Linked DNA regions of Sander lucioperca: region 1 is linked to region 2. The links are chromatin contacts, called in public Hi-C maps. All regions are on one chromosome and are shown on one strand. Each heading gives the region's core, a stretch centred on a gene start, on an enhancer-like site or on the middle of the called end of the contact. The rest is flanking DNA. Distances are from core to core; before and after follow the strand shown. Region 1 holds the start of LOC116051362. Region 2 holds the start of LOC116051324 (protein SLX4IP).

The links. Hi-C and Micro-C count contacts between places; a contact is called where the count stands out from the background.
Region 1: a contact with region 2 is called in a Hi-C map of muscle, with 7 times the contacts expected there. The contact joins the promoter of LOC116051362 here to the promoter of LOC116051324 in region 2. A contact is called at or near these places in 2 of 2 Hi-C or Micro-C datasets (liver and muscle).

What each region holds. Positions count from the first base shown.
Region 1 is chr15:14,827,978-14,832,248 of SLUC_FBN_1.2, forward strand. It overlaps LOC116051362, which reads left to right and starts at 1,924. Exons shown (of 16, transcript XM_035992523.1): 1 at 1,924-3,626. The coding sequence starts at 2,765.
Region 2 is chr15:14,698,357-14,702,731 of SLUC_FBN_1.2, forward strand. It overlaps LOC116051324 (protein SLX4IP), which reads left to right and starts at 2,319. Exons shown (of 8, transcript XM_031301652.2): 1 at 2,319-2,583; 2 at 3,322-3,379. The coding sequence starts at 3,353. It overlaps mkks (McKusick-Kaufman/Bardet-Biedl syndromes putative chaperonin), which reads right to left and starts at 1,861. Exons shown (of 4, transcript XM_031301640.2): 1 at 880-1,861; 2 at 477-658. The coding sequence starts at 1,861.

The DNA of each region.
Region 1 (4,271 bases), core at 674-3,173, 130 kb after region 2:
GGACCCAGAGTCTTGATGCCTATGGAAACATGACTGTCACAGGAAATGTTCAACATGTTTCACTGTGCTGCAACTGAGCAAGAGGTGAGGGTGTTTTAAAAAGGATCCCTCCCAGAGCTGAAGGCTGGTGTTGATGTTGGCTGCATGGCCATCTGGGGGCTGTCCAGAATCTACCACTCTCTGGTAGTGAGACCAGCAACAACACACTCAGAGCATGCTCAGATACTCCCAGACTTATGTCTGGACATGTAGACTAACTCACCAAGTGCAATGAAGTCGGGTGATGTAACTTCATGAATGCACGGAGAAAGTCAAACAAGCCAAAGAGGCTAAGTTAAAGATCAATAATTAGTTTAGTGTAAAATTTACATTGTCACTCAGAGAGCGGAGACTGGTGGGGTTCCATGTCTGTCTCAGTCATCTTTCCCGCAGACGGCCCCAGGCTACGGCAGCTGTGAAAAATTCATTTTTGTCTGTCTGTCACTTACGGTGTCTCTCAACATTTGTCATAAGGAACTCATTTTTTATAAATCTGCTAGTAAGGTCACAGATTTTCAGCTAATTTCAAACATATCCCGTATAAAGGAGATGGGACATTAATCCTACATATATCTTTTCATTCCCCTACTGCTTATGTATATTCAAACAACATGTAAAAAGGATTATGACAAAACTTGATATTCTTGCAAATACCAGATCAAGATATCATGAAAGCCAGCCTCACTAGGCTGCGAATGAAAAGCACTTGTGTGGTTTAACTTTATCCAGACTTGTGAATACCAGAGGAGGTCGTTCTAAGAAGTGGTGGGTTCTGTTTTATGTCCTGTCAGTGCTGTGCATCTGCTCTCTACTGCCCCCCTTTGTTGGGCATGTAGTATTGACCAGGATTATGTCACCAACCCCTACTTCAAGAGCAAAACATATACAATATATGTAAATTGTATGATTCTGCAGTGTTGAGAACAAGTGTGCATTGTTAAAACATTGTACAGTACTGTATAAAGTTTTTTTTTAAATGCTTAACTCCAAAAATGGTTTTCAGCTGAGGGCTAAGTTTCCTTTTTCTAATGCATGTCCTCCTCACCTCTCTAAATGTACTGTAGCTCTCAGCTTGTGTGTGTCTTGGCCTTTTAGTTTTGCCGTGTCATGCTCAAATCTGAGCTAAACTGAACTCAAATAGTTTCTCATCTGCTGCTAATTCTGAGGCCATGTTTCTCCCAGTGGAAACAATCGTGTGGGTTTCTGAGTGACACGGGTATAAAAGCACTTTTCATTCCACTACAAAGAGTCTTCAGCCCTGCACTAACTCTGTCAATAGTCAGCTGGCCTCCCACTGAAATCACCTAGAGGTGTAATTTGTGCCTAGCAACTAAGTCTCTCTGGAACTTTACCACCTGAAATGCTCAGGGTGTCTAGAAAAATTTGAAAGCACTACTTTTGCTTCTATCTGCTGCCAGTGTGCAGACATTATACTACTGCACACCAACAAATTGTTTAGCCTAATTTGAGAATAGTTACTGTGTCTGAGATCAGCTTTTACTTGGGAAAAAATAGTCATAGTGTTGTTAAAACCCCAATAAAGGCAACCTTTGTGGTAGATTTTAATTAAATTAATTTAAACATAGAGCTGAGTTTTCCATATGAATGTGGGTAGTATAATGCATATACAGAAGAAATATATGAATAAAAAGAAAAAGAATAACTTTAAAACTGAAGGAAGTTAATCTAGATTTTACACACTCTGGGCAGGTAAACATCTTGCCTATTGGAAAGTGGCTTGTAAACACAAGAGCTACATTTCTAAAAGGGGAGAACCAAATGCTGATGTAAAAATAGAAGAAACTGAGTTAATGACAGAGTTAAATAAAAAACACACAGTAGCAGCTTCCTTTCACTCTGAAGAGAAATTGAAATATGAGAGGTTACTTGTGAAGTAATGTGAGTAATTATTCCCATCACTGTACTGTCACTTTATGGGCGTGAGAAAAACACACAGATATTATCTTTTCGTACAAGCTCTCGATGTGGGTGGTGTGGCATAAAGGTTTTAAGATGATGCTGGATGACTTATCATGTAGCAGAGAACAGGACTGGGCCTGTGGAATGAAGAAAACATCATCTGATGCCATAGGGGTTGTATGAGCCAAGCATCCGCCAGCCAATATTCTCACCAGTTTCCATATAGTACATGCTAAGTCTAAGTCCCCGACAGATGACCCATCGAAATTGAACACTGACTTGTAATAATATAATCACATGCCCTGACACATGCACGGTCATGTATGGACACGTGCAATACTGTATTACAAACACACACACACACACACACACACACACACACACACACACACACAGTATAATCATACAAATGCAATTTACTGTCCTTATTATTATCTACATTACATATGCCAAGATTTTGTTTTGGCAGGGTGTTGCTGTCTTATAAGAGCCCTTTGAAACCAGAGCTGTATCTGCAATGATGCTGCTTAACATATCAAAGCCTGCTGATTAAGCCCAGCATTCATTTCAAGTGTTCACCTGACCCGGCATGAATTGGTCCATTTATTTCACTCCTCTGCTAAGCAACACATGTTGCTGATGAGTGTTTGTGCAGATGCTTAGGCACCTATCACAGGGACAGTATTATATCTCCGAGGTGTGGATGGTTGTTGATCTTCTCTTTAGTCTGCAGAGGTTTATCTGATCAAACTGAAGAATGGTGTGTTTAGCAGTATAGCCAGCGTATGGTTAGGCAGCCACTGCTATGACAAGTCCAAATGCAGAGAAACAGCGGCCTCGTAGGCGCCCATGGAGGAAGAGCACTCAAAGTCTTACAGGCAGGCTTTTCTGCTGCTCATGTTGGCAAGGTGAGGAGAGGGACACTCTGCAGGAGCAGGAAAAGAAGATGAATGCAGGCCCTCAGCATCCACACTTGGATCAAGAGGAATCAGGTGAGAGGGAGGCTATCCAGATTACAGTAGAGGATCTGGGAATAGTTAACACCAGCTTCACCCTGTTCGAGGAGGACCCCGTGACCTCGAGGAACACCATGGCCCGCTCAGCCAGCTCTGTGTCAGCCTGCCGGAGGGTTCTGAAAAAGCAACGCCTGAAGCCTCTGTCTTCACTCCCTATAGAGTCCCAGGCCCAACCGGCTATCACTTCTACCAGTGGAGAAGATGATGAAGAAGAGGAGGAAAACCCGTTGCTGTTTGTGAGTGGCACTGATGGCACACCATCTTGCGATAGCCTCCTGACACCACCTGTAATTAAGCTGATCCCTCCCACTCCCTCTGAAGTTGTTGATGATGATCAGTTCTTTGACAGGAATTCAGAAGAAAGTGTGGCACATACATCTGGCAGTGATGGAAGCTTTGCTGCTGGTGACCAGGAGAGTTATGAGGAAAAGATGGAGAGTGTGGAGGCAGAGGAGTCAACAGAGGAATTCGCACGGGCTGAGAATAAGGTCAGTGCTGATTATGCAGCTGAGCCTGAAGAGGACCCAAGTGATGAGTGTGGAGAAGAGAGAGAGGCTGTGACAGCCAAAGAGGGGGACGAAGAGAAAAAAAAGCCCAGCTTCTTACGTTGCGCCTACCAGGTGGCTCCTCTCCCTAAGTACCCCCAGAAAAGTGAGTCTAACAGTGATAACATCTCCAGTGATGTTTCAATGAAATCCACAAATAAAACAAAACTTGTTTGCTTTCTTACTAGGAGATACTGTAGATGAGACGATTAATGTTAAATTAATTTCTGTGAGCTCAATAGCGAGGTACCTCCGTGATGTTTAGAAGAGCTTAGCAAAAACACTGCTTAGCTTTGTCATATGTACCTTCCAACGACTCCAAACCTGCCACATTTACCGGTTGTGTGTTTGACTCGTGTAGAAATAGAAAATGAGACATTGTGGTTTAACGAGCAATTAGCAGCAACTGTGCCCAGTGACTGTATACAGCAACTCCAAAGTCTTACCTTAACTATTTGAAATTATACATTTACTGTAACCTATACCCACTGAACAAAACCCAGGTGATTGTATTTAGCCAACAAAATAAAACATTAATTAGACAAAATGTTGAGCTGTTGCACAGAATGATTTGCACTGTCATGGCTTACTAGGACATTTGAATATAACTGAGCCATTGTTTATATTAAAAAAGGCTGAGCATAAAAACTTTGTAACACACGTTATAATGCTCGCCTAGCTGCTAGCGTGGCACGCCCTAATACTCTGCAACTGACTAGCTAGCAGTACTTACTGCGGATGTGCAACTCCC
Region 2 (4,375 bases), core at 1,069-3,568:
GCTCCATACTCCATACTAATTGAGCTTTATGGGGCAGTATATTATCAATCATATTTCTGCTTTAAGCCGCCTACACATGATCCACAGTAAAACCGCTCTGCATTGGCTATGCCACTATTTTCCTATGGGGAGAGCGGTGGCGACAACTCGGAAGAAGCGCTACCCTTGGCGTTGCGCCCCTTGTTGCCGCTGACCTTTCAAGGCGCAACCAAAGCCAGAAGCAATGATGACGTATACCTAGGCTGCGCTTTGTCTCTGTGCCTGCAATATGCTCTGTGCCCTACCTGGTGGTTTTACCTCTGATCATGTGTACGCGGCTTTATGGAATAATATCTAGTGGACATGCAAATCTTAGTAGGAGGGAGATATCCCTCTGATGTTTAGGAGTGAATCTATGATGTAATTTCCATTCCTGTGCATGGGTTCTCTCTTTACGAGTCAACAGTACAGTCGCCACACTCCTCACTGCATCTTACCTTTAGCTCACTTAACATTGTCTCGTTCCTGTGGCAGAGGATCATGGTGCAGATCGCCGAATCCCCAGGCGGTTGTAAATGCAGCATTGTCTTGGATCCAAACTGCTTAATACTGAGATCCCTCACCTTCCCGTAGGCCTTGGTTGGGATTGTGATGTGCAATGTAGCCACAGGTTGAGCCCCTATAAGTTAAATTTAGAGAGAAATTAAACACACCCTCACACACAGTGCAAAGTAACAGTACATTTTATACACGTCTCTGTAATTCAATATTTTTGGTATTTGGAAACTTTGGGAGGTTGACACAAATGTAAAAGTATTGTGGTTTCAAATGGATTGTTTTTATATTAATTTGAAAATAATGGATCGATCCAGCCAGGATTTAAGACATATAGACCCCTACCTGTCAGCTGCGTAAGTGGCTCCATGAGAGTGATTCCCAGTCTCTCTATCACTACGATGCCATGGCTCCTCAGGTATTGCTGTAGGACTGGGTGTATGACCTTCTGGCATATAAAGAGCTTCACCTCATCTTTAACCACCTGTTCACCGAGCTTTAGGAGCTGATCCAATATCTGCGAGTCTGTGTCTACACCCGGGTGCACCTCAATTGTCCCTCCCAGGTCAGAAAGGTCTCCAGCAAGAGATGCACTGAACACCACCATGCACATTGGATTTGAATGCAGGTTCTCTACCTTGTTGAGGCAAAAGACATCAGGCATGTCCACCAGTAAACCTGGAAACACTGCAGAGTTTAGCACAGAATGACCTTCAACAGAGACGGTCACTATTTTGCCAAGACTGACTATACCCGGGTTGTTACAGGGAACAGTCAGCAAAAAAGCTTGTACAGCCAACTTGCTGATGTGAAGTGCCTCTCGCTCGGTTAGCACACATGCTGGTTTGCTAGAGATAATACTGCGAGCTAATGTGATCAAGCTCTGGCTGCTGCAGAAGTCGAGCTTCACTTTACAACCACAGTCTTGTCGTTGTAGGTAACTAGTGCACAGACCCAACAAGTGCTTGTTCACGCTGGTAGCCACATTTCCTCGGAGACCAGACTGCTTTGCTTGCTCAATAAGAGACAAACAAAGAATGGAAGCAAACAAACCACAGTCACTGAAACGAGAAACGTGGTTGAGAATGGAGGTTTTTATCAGATTTATAAAAGGCTGTGATGAGGAAATGGCTGGAAGGAGAACTGAGGAGGTTGAGGTAGTTATAACGTGTCCTCCAATGTTGTTATGAACTTGTTTTAGTCTACCTGTCGGACCAATACAAGATCTCAAAAGCTGTCTTAGCAAATGGAGCCTGTTACAAATATCAGTGTTGCCCAGTGGTAGATCCGTACAAAGCGATGGAGATTTCTTGACGAGTCGAGACATCACTGAAGCAGCAATTTCTCAAGGCACTGGCAAAGCGGGTTCACCAACGTCGAAAACCCAACGTTACAGAAACAACAGCGAGATTAGCTTTTTGAGTAGCCACGGTACGACGAGTTGTCATTACCATAGACTGTATTATTACGGTGTCCTTTTAGACTGTTAGAAAACGCTACTTTGCGTTAAATCAGCTTTGCTTGCCACGACTTGGATAGTGAGGCTTATTGAATTACCTGACGAAAATGAAACATATTTGGGGATACACCCCTTTATATAATACACTGAACAAATCAAACAATGTTGATTTTTATATTACAGTGGCTATTTAATGATGAAAAATACCGTAGTTAGATACAATTCGACAACATAATGTCGAGGTTAAAACAGGCAATTTCAATACGCAACTCGTTTCCATGGTAGCGCACAGCGTTGGGTCCTGGTGGTATTCCTTCTCATGCATGGTTCTGTTCTCTTATCCATGGTCCTATTCGATAAACAAACTGAAGTGGCTGCTCTCACGACTAATCTAAAACTCAGTAACTCCCCACTACCCCGCACAGAGGTGGACAGTCGCCTTGCTACCTTGTTAATTCGCCAAAAGCTCCGACTCATAGTGGCTTTGCAGTTGTTGGACTACAAACTGTACAAACTTAAGGTGACGTCATCTCCTGTCGCCGCCTCATCGTCTGACAGACAACATCGGACAACATTCAAAACATTTGGCGGTATGACATTGACATCTGTTGTTATTTTTTTAATCTACTTACACAACGTTGTATAACGTTACACCACATTAGTTTATTAAACTAATAGTGTCATTAACGTGTAATGTGGTAATGATGGCTTAACGTTAGAGCCATAATTTTGTTTCTTAACAACTTGAATCATTCGCCTCGTGAGAGAGATCAGTTGGACCGGTAACCGTTACTCAATACGCCGTTACGTGACGTTACAATTAACGTTAACTAGCTAGCTACCTAGCTTGGATAGGTAGCTATCCAAGCTAGGTAGCTAGCTAGTTGGCTAAACTCTAAATAATTTACGGCGAAAATACTTTAGCTTTAATCTACCTACATTTGAAGAGCCCACGTTGGTCTTCACAACTTGATTAAGTTGAATTAAGGTCAAAACATATGACGTTAACTAACCAGTGCAGCTAGCTAATATAACTTTTACCATCAAAACTCTTTTAGGGTAAAGTTAAGCAGCGCTGGACTAACATTACAGTATTGCGTTTAGGTAAACCTAATAAATGGCAATGTAAAGAAATTAAATACTGTAATTATTACCAAACCACCATGTTATCTCTGCAAGTGCTATTGATCTCCTACAGACTAACGTTAGCTATCTTATTATAGACACTAAATGTCTTTTGTTAAGGTGATAAACTAAGCTTGCTGCCAGCTTTATGTTGTGTTGTTTTTACGGTGTTCCCTGTGTAATCCATGATCCACTTGTATTAGGTGAAACTAGCGGACTGCTGTGTTCACTGCAATGGCTCCTCTCAAATTTGTCATTAAGGTAAGTGAAAATAAAATATACAGCATACAGACCTCTGTAGTGCAGTGTTATACTGTTATTGTAGTGTTATATTAAAAAGTATTGTGTTGTATTGGGCTTTAAATTAGTTTTGTGAGCCTACCATTTGAATAAAGCTGAGAATAAACATATGAGAAATGGCATAAAAAAGCTCAGAAATATTTTAAAGATAAGGTATTGTGTTTTACTCAACATGTATATGTGTTTATCTGTTTGAAGTATGTTTTAGACAAATTCTGTAACTTTCAAGTTTAGATTTTTTTAATTATATTTGCTCAGAACCAAAGTTATGCAGTGCTGTTCCCATGTTACATTGTAAACTGAGTTTATAACCAATTTATTGTAATTCTGTGTGTCCAGTTTCACATTAAAATGTTTAACAAAGGTAGATGGTCTACTAATCACACAAAATGGTAACCAAAAATAAAAGGTTATTATCTGAACTCATGTTAAAGCTATAGTGCGTAGTTTCTGTCGCCCCCATGAGAAATTCTAAACAATGACAACAACACTGTTGTTGCATCGGCATGATACAAGCCTATCGTAATTGCGCACCGCCCCCACCCTTCCCCTACGCAGTTGCTAGTAGCCAAGGAGGACACGGAGGATTAAAAAAAACATGATGGACTCTTCAGAAGAGGTAATTATCTTCACTTGAGTTTCTGTGTGCGAAAGTCGCCGAACGACAACAATTTCTAAACACAGCCATGCTGAGAACTACAGAGAGTGTTTTGTGGAGCTTAATAAACTCATTTGGCAATGGCTTGAATGTAATGGACGTTCATTAAAGAGCTCATATTGTGCTTTTTGGCTTTTCCCCTTTCCTTTATTGTGTTATATATAGTTTTGTGTACATTATAGGTTTACAAAGTGAAAAAGCCCAAAGTCCACCCCAAAGGGACTTACCATCTCCAACAGAAAACACTAGCGTGGCACGCCTTCATACTCTGCTTCTGACTGGCTAGTAGTCCTTACCTA